2 separate regions of the Tachysurus vachellii genome follow, and region 1 is linked to region 2. Evidence: chromatin contacts called from public Hi-C data. All regions are on one chromosome and are shown on one strand. The core of a region is the stretch at or near the end of the contact, and the rest is flanking DNA. Distances in the headings are between cores, read along the strand shown.

Region 1 (5,268 bases), core at 2,367-4,866, 160 kb before region 2:
GTGTCATGAGGCAGGATTTCTTCAGCATGAGGAACGCAGGCCATCTGAACACTCGCACTGAGAACTGCAGCTTTATCCAGCTTCAACAGAGCAATGTCATTACTGCAATAATACAAATAGGTTCACAGCGACACACACACACACACACACACACACACACACACACACAGAGTACTGTTTAGGTTAGCTTTCACATATGGCAGCTCCTTTCAACAGTGATGTAAATATTTGTACACAATTATGGACTGTTTTGTGTAGATTCATGATTTATAATCCCAATCGTGTCAAGGGGTGCCAATTTTTAGGCATGACACTACAGTGTAATATAAATGTGTTTAAGTAGCTGTGGAGATTTTAGTATTTGTGATGCATAATACATAACAAATTCTAGTTAGCCTGTACTATACTTTTCATTAAAGATCACTCCTTTTTTAAATCTAAACTACTTTGGTCCTTAAAGGTAGTGTTTAGGGTTTGGATCGGTGTGGGGCTTGTAGATTTTGAACTGTTTTGACATTTTGTGAAGGAGACCTGGCAACTCTGCAACATTAGGAACTGCCCTTTTTTATGCAAAAAAAAAAAATAGGGATTTGGTCACAATATCTCTTGCTCACCCGCATGCCACACACTCAATGCTCCATTTAGGATGGACGACAATGCGGAGGATGTCTCTGATCTGCTCCGTGTCCTCCTGCACGCTGAGGTCATGCTTTCCCAGGACGATGCGATAAATATCACCTGAGCTATATGCACAGTAATGCGCACACACACACACACACACACACACATGGTGGTCATACAGTTCTGTGAAGCATATTGAATAACCATAATCATTAATATTATATTTCCCTTTAGAAACTGCTATGTTCCTTCAGGTACTGGCCAACTCTGTGGTCGTACTACTTTTCTTTGTGGGGTCTGGCATCGGCACTGGAGCTGTAACTGGACCCAGTGTGAATAAAAGACGCTTGGTACCGGGTGGCTATTTCACTCAGACGCACTCGAGTCACTGACCGTTTAACCACAAATATATATAAAAAAAAGAAAACTGGAAAGGAGAAGTTGTTCCTTTTAGCTACTAGCCGTATCACTTTCACATCCACAGTCATGCTGTGAGGTTGAGTAGCATCCAAAAAATTCCCAGTCTTCTACCAAACACTGTGTGTATATCATTATATCATCATTTATCAAAAACTAATATGTTTGTCAGAATATATTTCTAACAATTTCCTCATAAATGTAAGCAGGAGAAATCTCTAAGGCCGGTAGTGAATCCTTCACCATCCCTATTGAAGATACTGTTTAACCACATAAAGTTCTTTTATCAGGTTACGTGTATTATAGAAAGAAGCTGTAGTTCCTCTTCTTGATCTCTTCACAGACTACATACAGTTTGTACGGATTTATATTGTATACAGTTCAGATTCATATGTCTCACGTATACTGATCAGTATAGACAGTATCAATGGCCAAGCATTAGGTGGTGAATGCAGTATACACTGAATCAAATGGTGTAGGAACTGAATCAAATGCAGTAAATACAGAATCAAATGCAGTGGGTTCCGAATCAAATGAAGTAGAAACTGAAATGAATGCTGTATGTATGGAATTGAATGCAGTAGCTAATGAATCAAATGCAGTAGTTAGCAAATCCAATACAGTAGTTTGTGAATCAAATGCAGTAGGTACTGAATCAAATCCAAGACAAGTCTAAAACTAAGAGTCTTCCAAGATAAATTCAACAGAATCTTAAGGCCAAGTCACAACAAAAGCAAGGCAGACTCAAGAGAGACCCTAAAAAAAACTTCAAATCCTTTTGAAGGACAGGCCATAACTGGCCAGCTTCATTTGTGCATTGAGTCAATGATTAGGATCCGTCAAGAAGGAATTATTTCTTGTCCAACTTCATACACTTGAAAAGAAAAGACAACACAAACATTACTTTAAAAAAAAAAAAAAAAACCCCACAAGGGTTTTAGCAAAACCAAGCCCATGACAGAGACAAGTCCAAATACAAATGATAATAAGTCCAAGACTACAACAAACTCATGGGAAACATAAGAAATTCCCATGCACTCTTACATCTCCATCCCTGCATGCTTTTTAAAACAATTATTTTACAAAATAAGTGATGGTTAGAAAACTGAACAGTGTGTCAGAACGAACACATGATCAAACTACTACTTTAGAGCAAGACCCGCCTCCAGGGGGTCGATAGACATATGGTGAGGGTCATTTAATTGGATGATCGCTAAGTTATGAATCATCAGACAATTTTTTTTAAAAATCAGAACACCCCCAGAAGTGATGAACTAGGAATTTAAAACAAAAATAAAAATAAAAAATCTTTCTTTGTCTATAACTTTAAGGGACACTAAAGCTTCCTTCACTTACAAAATGCAGTGTCCAGCTGTCAGAACCCAGCGTGGAGCGATTAGAGTCCCACCACAGGTATGATACCAACGACTGCCGTGTTTATACTGGAGTGAGATCTGTACACACACACACACACACACACACACACACAGTTTTTAGAGTCTTTTTTTATAAATGCATGTGAGGCAAATGATAATAGTACTAATATTAAGTCTTGTTTCTAGTTTATTTTGCTTTTACATTGTCATTATCATTAGCAAACACTTAGCAGCTATGAGCTAGAACTAGTTTCTGAACCAATTTAAATATTTTCCAGCTTATGTCCAAAAATCTAAATAACAAAGCTAATATTTCCTTTTATATTTGTATTATTTATCAAATCACCTCATGTGTAACCACAGGCTAGCTTAAATATCTTGGGGGAAAAAAACAGTCAGTCACAATCAGTTTGGTTTTACATTGTCTGTAACAAAGCTGCTTTAAGCTAGCTAACTAGTTTCCAAAGCTGTCTGTATTTTTAGTTTCCATCTGAGAAAAATGTTCAAAAAAACATTACACTGGTTAGATCTTCACACTCAACAGTCAATATGAGCATACGTTGTAGACTGGAGTTTAAACTTTAATTTATTTTCGTTTAGCTTTCCAAGCTAAGGGATTAGAAAAGTTACTGAAGTACCTGCCAGGGCCAGCTGTGGGGCCTGGCTTCTTCTCCGTTTACTACTCTGCCAGGGAGCGGCTCAATCTCAGGAGTGCCACATCCATAGGCTAGAGTACACACACACACACACACACACACACACACACACACACATTCAAATAACTAATATTATGAAGCTATGAATACAGATGAAGGTAAAAGACATTTCTGAAAAATGGTAAATACTCAAACACAATGTGAGGAGGTGAAAGTAAGTACTAACATATGTTATTTAAATTCCCATAAAATGCTTGAAAGATTAATGTTTTGAGTTAAGAACAAAGCGATTGTTCGGATGAGAGCGACACCTCCAGCCGATAGCGTACTCACCATAATCTGCTATGAGCAGGAAGAATGCTAGTTGTGTTAGCATGCTGTGTATTTGTGTATCAGAGTGGACACCCGGGCCTTGAGTTTTTATAGCTGCCACTGACCTCCACGCATTAAAGGAGTAGTTCATACACAAGTCTACACAATGCTTCACCTAGTCCAAATGTCGTCAGTTGGCCAGTATGTTTTGTGCGTAAAGTTTTCTATGTAGATTTTTACTAGAGCTACAAATCTGAGGTAAGAAATGCTTATAGCTACCTGTTTTGTGAGGTTAACTGTTGCTTTAAGGCAGGTAGAGGAAACGAGAGGGCTGGTTTATCAGTTCTAGTTATTGATATGAGCTGGGAAGAAACTTAGTACACACACATGTGGAAAGAGCAACATGACATGAGGGAAAGAATATTCACACGGCATAAACACAAAGACTAAAATGCGAAATCATAAAGATTTTTTTATTATTATTGGTCATTAGCAAGCCACCTCAAGCATTATCATTATGATATTGTCCTAGAAACAATAATCACAAACATCGCTAGCTAATAATCAGCTACTATAAAGTTAAACTGAGCTCATCTAACTCATCATACCATCATCACAACATTCTGAGGTAGATTATTTTCCTAAAACAGCTTCAATGCACGAGTTTTAACATTACATATAACATTTCATATGAAGGATATTGGTTGGTGTGTGTGTGTCAGTGCAGATCTGCAGATCGTAGAGAATTGGGTGAATAATAGAGAGGAGGAAAATGACAGATCGATAAAGCCAGATGCAGACATGGAGCCTGTCCAGGACTGTAGTATCAGCACCACTGACATATTCACACATGCGTGACTGCATAATTGCAGACACTGGTGTTTACTCAAGACCAACAGTCCTGTAACAACTTTTTCATGTGTTAATAAATAACACAGCGCCACAACGTCCTCCAGCTCTCACTGAATCTCGAGCACATTTCATCTACATCTTTCTGTCCTTCTCTGTCTTTCTTTCTCTCTCTCTCTCTCTCTAGCCCTCTTTTCTCTGACAGTTTTCTTCTCTCTAGGGGAGAATTACAGTTCTCTGAGAAACAAGAGCGCTCTCATAAATCCCTAGTTTAAAGAGGCACAGCGAATCGATGTTTGGCCAAACAGCTAAATGGCTCTGTTTGTTTTTGGGTTGCGTTCAAACAATTCACCACGCCACATATTTCGTGGGCTGATTTACGCATGTGTGTCATATTTGCATAAGCGTCGTGGAAACCCAGGGCACCGCGGTGCAAAGCCAATTCGCTCGAGGACACACTGTCTCTGTTGTCATAATGTAAGGAATATGAAATCTCTCCCTAGGTGGGGATAAAACACTCTGTGCAAGGACACCCATCTCTAAATGATTAGCTCACATACTGAAGCATGCTGGAATGTCTGAGAATGTGGGCTTTAGCATCTATGCAACGTGTATTTTTTCATAAAATACAGAAATACACATCATCCACACAAGGGTTCCATCATTTTCGTACACTTTACAAATATAGATCACTTCTATAACCAATTCTTTTCTTTACTAGGTACTGACCCCACTGACATTCTTGTTCACAATGAATCTGATTGGTCAGAACAGGAATGAATGTATTATCATGATCATTTCTATTAAAACACCTCATCCATGTGGACTCGTTTAACAGGCGTGCTACATAACCGAAGCCTAATAATATACTGATTCGGGCGAAACCTACTGTGCTTCATAAAGCAAAATGACTAATCATTGTTACGGTGAATGGAAACCGATGGAAATAGTCTCCAGTGTCAGCACTCAGAAGCAGTACATGATGTTTCTTTCTGATCTTCTGTAGTAGCAACGTCTTCAAGACATTCAAGGTTCTC
Region 2 (5,745 bases), core at 3,220-5,719:
TGGGGTGGAAGAGAAAAAAAGAGAGGAGAGCAACTTGGCATCAAAACCTGGCATTAAGACAATATTTCTCTACAACAACACTGATCACAATCTACACTTTGGAATGTGTGCAGGAAAATATTACAACGCCACAGCACACGGAAATCCAGAAGATATGGAAGGACAGAAAGGAACAGAGTTTGGGGTTTATCCAGCATTCCAAGACTATGGTGCTTAAAATTCCTGCCTGTATCTTAATTACAAATCTGGACAATAACATTTACCATTATTGCTAGGCTGGAACGTGACAGGACTCTGATGGCAATGGAAGTGCAACAGCTTGTCCCATTCTCTCACTTTTAAAAGCTCTGGATTTTATGTCAATTTAACTGCCAAAACAAAGCAACACCACTCTGCCTGTGCAGCCAAATCACACACACACTAGCTAGAGAGAATGATGGCTAACACGAAAGCCCCAGAGACACCACTGGAATGCTGTGGTGCCAGGCTCTCATCCTCTTGGCCAGCGCTCAGGATGGCGTTTGCAGAAGCTAAACTTAGAGAGAGTTTGGTGAAGTTTGTTACATGCCTGTTTACACTAGGCTCACACAGTAAAATATCATTAGTGTGTAAGCCTCAAACAACACAGAGGTGCTGAGTATGGCACAAGGTGGTGCACTGCAAATGATAGATCTTCAGAGATGTTTGCATGCATGTGTCCTGTGTGAAGTTTTAGCCAGATGATGATCTAGTTTTTATACTGTCAAATCAAATCTTAGGGAAAACTGTCACCTGGGTTATTCCCTCAACTGTTGGGCCTTTAATATTCATCTTTCACATGAAAACATGGACAAAGTGTACACTGAAATATAATTTAAAGTAAATAAGTAGACCAGTTTGAAGGTAGCACCAGACAAATGTGTCATTATGACCTTACAAAACGATCTGCTTATACAGAGGTGGAATTAAAGACAACCCTGATCTAATAGGGATGCATCAGTCCCACTTTTCCATTTTTAATACGATACCAATATCAGATCTCCAAGCATCAGCCGATACCCGATACTGATCCAACACTGACATCCTCACAGTAAGTATCGGTTGCCTTGTTATTTGATCACAGGCAGGTTGGTGGCCTGCTGTAAGACAAGCTGTGTCCTTATTGTCACACACATTCACAGCATAAAATTCATCAGTGGAGTAGATCAAAAACCAGGCCAAAGTATTAGAGTGCTATAGATACACAATGGCTGTATCCTTAAATCTTCTCATTGATGTGCACAATAGTGTGGATGGGAAAATTAGTTGCCAGTCGGTTCCAAAAGGGTCAGAAAGAGAGAGGAAAGATAAGATGTGTGAACAATTGTAGCTCAGTGCTTAAGGTTTTGTTCCAGTGACCCCAAGGTTATGAGTCAAGAGGCGCTGTTGACCAGGAAGAGAGAAGAGATCTATAGACCAAATTGTCTAGCTCCTTCAAAAACATGTGCATATCCATTATCAAAATTAAAAGCGTGAACAAATGTTGGAGTCCAGTCAATCATGCCTTTGTTTTGAAGTGTGTGCATGGGGAGAGAGAGAGAGAGAGAGAGCGAGAGAGAGAGAGCTTTTCAGTCTGACATCTCAAAATCCTGCCAAGCTTCAGTTCTGCCTAAGTCAGCATTTCCCTGCTCTAAATTAGGTCTTAGTCACTTCAGCCTCAAGTGAAAGCTTGCTGCACATCACCATATCAAGACCAAGGTGACAAGAAGGCGCAGTGGGAATTCGGTCCATGGCCGCCTTTTCTGTGTTTCCACCCAGAGAGCACAGAGGCACCGTTCAGAGGGTGTGTGAGAACCGTAAGCTGAGCTGTTTGTATGGAACCCGCTGGGAAAGAGCATTCCAGATGGAATATTCAGCAGCATTACGAGCTGAACAGGTATGGAAATGAGGGGTAACAGAGTGAAAAGAAGTAAGTGGGAAACCCCTGATTCTGTACCTATAGAACTTGACACGGAGACCTGGGGAGCGGTGCGACCCAAACAGTGACCCAAACAGGCGCTGCATACCGACGGCGTCCTGTCACACTTGCCGGACACACACACGGCCATTGCAACAGTGGCGGGATTCTTTCTGCACAGCAGTTTTCATATGCAAATGGAGGGTTTAGACACGCTATGTGACACAGGCCTTGCCCATTTTCACACTTTTGTTCCACTTTTCATTGCCTCTCTGAGAAAGAGCATGGAAGAGAAAGAGAGAGAGAGAGAGAGAGAGAGAGAGAGAGAGAGAGAGAGAGAGAGAGAGAGAAAGAGAGACAGAGAAAGAGAGACAGAGAGACAGAGAGAGAAAGAGAGACAGAGAGAGAGAGAGAGAGACAGAGAGAGAAAGAGAGAGAGAGAGAGAGAGAGAGAGAGAGAAAGAGAGAGAGAGACAGAGAGCGAGAGAAAGAGAGAGAGAGAGAGAGAGAGAGAGAGTAGGAACAATGACTTGGCCTCGCTGTTAAATACACTTATTCAAATCCTCTTCTCTCTGTCTGCTTTTTCTTTACAGAGTGAACAGAAAATATCACTTTCACCAGGTCAGGCAGGCAAATAAATAACTCAGACAGTAATAATTAATTCATTATTCTGGTAGTTTAAAATAATGAAAAATAAACATTTTTCTTCTTATTAGACACTAAACAAAACTGAATAAAAAATACAGACATCAACAGATGTGATATTATTTAGCTTCCTTACGTTTTTTTTTTTTACCCACAAGTCATACTTCAAGTCGTTTTTTTTAATCAGTGCAAAACCAAATGACGTGCTTTTTTTTTTGTCCTGATGAAATGATATTGTGTTGGATGGTAGAGATGGTTTTGGAGTATTTTCCTAAGGTTTAAAAGATAAATAAATAAATAAATAAATAGATAGATAGATAGATAGATAGATAGATAGATAGATAGATAGATAAATAAATAAATAAAAATGACCTAAATGAACCATCAACATTATAACCGTTTCTCTACAATAGTATATTATAACCACCACAGTGATGAATATAAACCCATACTTTTGAAGAAGAATAAAAAAGCCAAAATAATGACTGAATAATCAAATAAAATTTGTTTAGTGTAAAAAAATGACAAAGGTTTTTGTTTACTATAAGAGAAGGAGTTAGCATTGATGCTAATCGTGTTTTTAATTGATGTTTCTCGTTAACATATTGGCCATAATCCAGAACTTTCTGTCTTAAAATATACAAACGGGCTGAAACGGGCGTTTTGTCTCAGAAAACGGTGTAAAAACAATATAAATTTAAGCTAAAGATAAATGTGAGCTAAAACGCTGCAGGTTGTCGAACATGTCGGTGACATTAAAGGGTCCTGTGATGAGAGCGCGTGAGACTCTGATGTGCAGCCTCGCGCACAGAGCTGTCCGGGCGCGCGCGCCTCCTGTCTGCTTTGCCTGCTTCCCGCGTGCGTCCAGTTTCACCTGTTTTTAAAAGACCGTGCTTCTTATTTTTCTTCTTTTCTTCATCCTTATCTCTCCCACCTCAACCCGGTGCGTGGGGCTAAATTAAAAGCGCGTGCGAGCTCGGGCTTGATTGAATTTAACTACCCTGAGTTGTAGAAACCGCAAAAAAAAAAAAAAAAACAGTTCCCTCGCGCACTGGCACGAGTTTCAAAGGGAGCAGTTTTAGTACTCGGAGAGTCCCGAGCTATTTTTTTACCCCCTTCCTCGACATGCCCAAAGTTTTCCTAATAAAAGCAATTTACGAGATTTAAACTCACGCTTAGGACGGAAATGCAAAATCATGCAACACACAAGGCTATAAAAAGCAAACTGTTCAGTGAAGATCTGAAGGAAAGTTCTTCAGAGTGCATTCAGGAAACTTTGCAGTCATGCAAAATAAAGTTAAGGACAAGGTATTCCCTGTAAAGCCCCAGACCCACATAAAGAATAAGAAGAGGTTCCTTGATTTGCACAACAACTGATGTATGCATGCATGCATGCATGCAAAATAAAAAAAAAAGGAATGAATCTGTCTCAATGAAATTAAATATTGTATAACACTTTACCTTGTTCTGCTTTATTCGGACCAGATGAATGTTAAATAGGCTTCCCAGATAAAAGTCAGTTAGTTTTGATCCCCTCCAGGAGCGCGAGATCTTCAACTCGAATGCATTGCATTAAAAGATAAACAATAATAAAAAAAAAACAACAACACACAAACCGATGCCCGTGTAGAACTTAAAGACGAAGTGTGATAACAGTAAAGTTTGTCCTTTGTCTCTTTTTAGCAGTAGATTCCTCCACTCACTTGAGCACACAGGAGTGATGCGGTGCGGTGCGCTGCGGTGCGCTGCGGTGCGCAGTTTGTGGCACTGACGGGGTTTGTGGTCGCTCCAAACTCCAAACTGAGAGACAGGGAGGTTATCCTGAGGTTTCTGTCTCCCCTCTGTTATTCAGACTCTGACTGAACTGAAGTGAGAGAGGACAGAGAGCTGTCGAGCCTCTGGTTCCGCGCGCTCGCAAAAGCGACTCCCATGAGCCTGCCCACTTCGTGCACACACACACGCACACACACACACACACACACCATTACCCAAACTCTATCTCCCAAAAGAAATGACCTACATCTGTCCCCGCTGCATTCTTCATAAATAAAGGTGCCAGAAAGGGGACTTTAAACACGTCATTCACTCATCCGACCAGTCTATAAGCATTATTACTGAGGTTTAAGGTTCATTATATAAAAATAAAGAACTTAATCCAAACTTCAACAAACAATGAACAAGTGTAGAAAGTATAAGCAGTAATCTTCTCTTACAGTCTGAGACAATCGCTGTACCTTTTTTTGTTGCTGGGTTTTTCCCTTTTCACATGGACATGGACATGTGTGTGCAGTGTTTAGTGTGAAAACTACAAAGAAAAAAACCAAAACACACATATAGCTTTAAAGTAAACCATAAACACTAAAATATCAATCCAGCAGTGAAGGTAGAATTTAGTATGCTTTGGTACCTTTGCATCATTTTTTCTGCAAGTTTCCAAGAATCTTTTCCATGTTTTTTTCCCCCTAAATAACCTTCAAATGAATGTAAATCTTTTTGGGTTAAACTTTTTCGTTTAAGGGGAAAAAAATGTTCTTCTACACTGTCAGTATTTAGAAAGTTATTAAAAAGTAATTCATATAATTAAGAAGTGTTCTGAAGTTTGTAAAATTCAAGATAATATAAGATATTAATGTAAAGATTTATATGGTTCATTGCTAATCATTGATGTGCCAAGAATCTTTTCAACAAGGCCCCTGGAGCATTTTTTTTTTTGGTCTATGGAGCTTTTAAGTCCAGGAACCTTCTGTTTTTGAAGTAACCAGTGCTATTTTGTGTTCTTGAACTTGACATGCCGTGATGAGCTGCAGTCTAGAGAACCCATAATCTAGATTAGTCAGCATTCCTGCTGTACACTTTGCCTTATTAAAGGGTGTTCATGTAAGACTGGGGATCCCCCGTAACTGTTTACTGTAAACGGTAGAGTTGAGGCATTTTTCCCTGCAGCCGCAGGTAGCGCACAACACCTGAGATACTGTCTGAATCTCAGACAGCTTTATATCGGCCATATGTAGGGAGCAGGAAGCTGTTTGGAATGGAGCCACTGACAGGGCCTCTGTGTGTGAATAAGAAAGTCAATTAGGGGCAAAGAAAGAGAGAGGAAGAGGGAAAATTCCCACGTCTTCTTTACTTGCTCTTTGTCTTCCTCTCTTTTGTGTCTTTGCCTCTTTTTTTTTATTCAGTTCTAC

The links. Hi-C and Micro-C count contacts between places; a contact is called where the count stands out from the background.
Region 1: a Hi-C map of blood shows a contact between it and region 2, with 4 times the contacts expected there. The contact joins the promoter of LOC132862647 here to the promoter of ndnf in region 2. A contact is called at or near these places in 2 of 3 Hi-C or Micro-C datasets (blood and muscle).

What each region holds. Positions count from the first base shown.
Region 1 is chr19:19,779,880-19,785,147 of HZAU_Pvac_v1, reverse strand. LOC132862647 (proproteinase E-like) reads right to left here and starts at 3,616. Exons shown (of 8, transcript XM_060894784.1): 1 at 3,404-3,616; 2 at 3,053-3,141; 3 at 2,395-2,492; 4 at 615-743; 5 at 1-102. The coding sequence starts at 3,533.
Region 2 is chr19:19,621,807-19,627,551 of HZAU_Pvac_v1, reverse strand. ndnf (neuron-derived neurotrophic factor) reads right to left here and starts at 4,469. Exons shown (of 4, transcript XM_060894460.1): 1 at 4,022-4,469.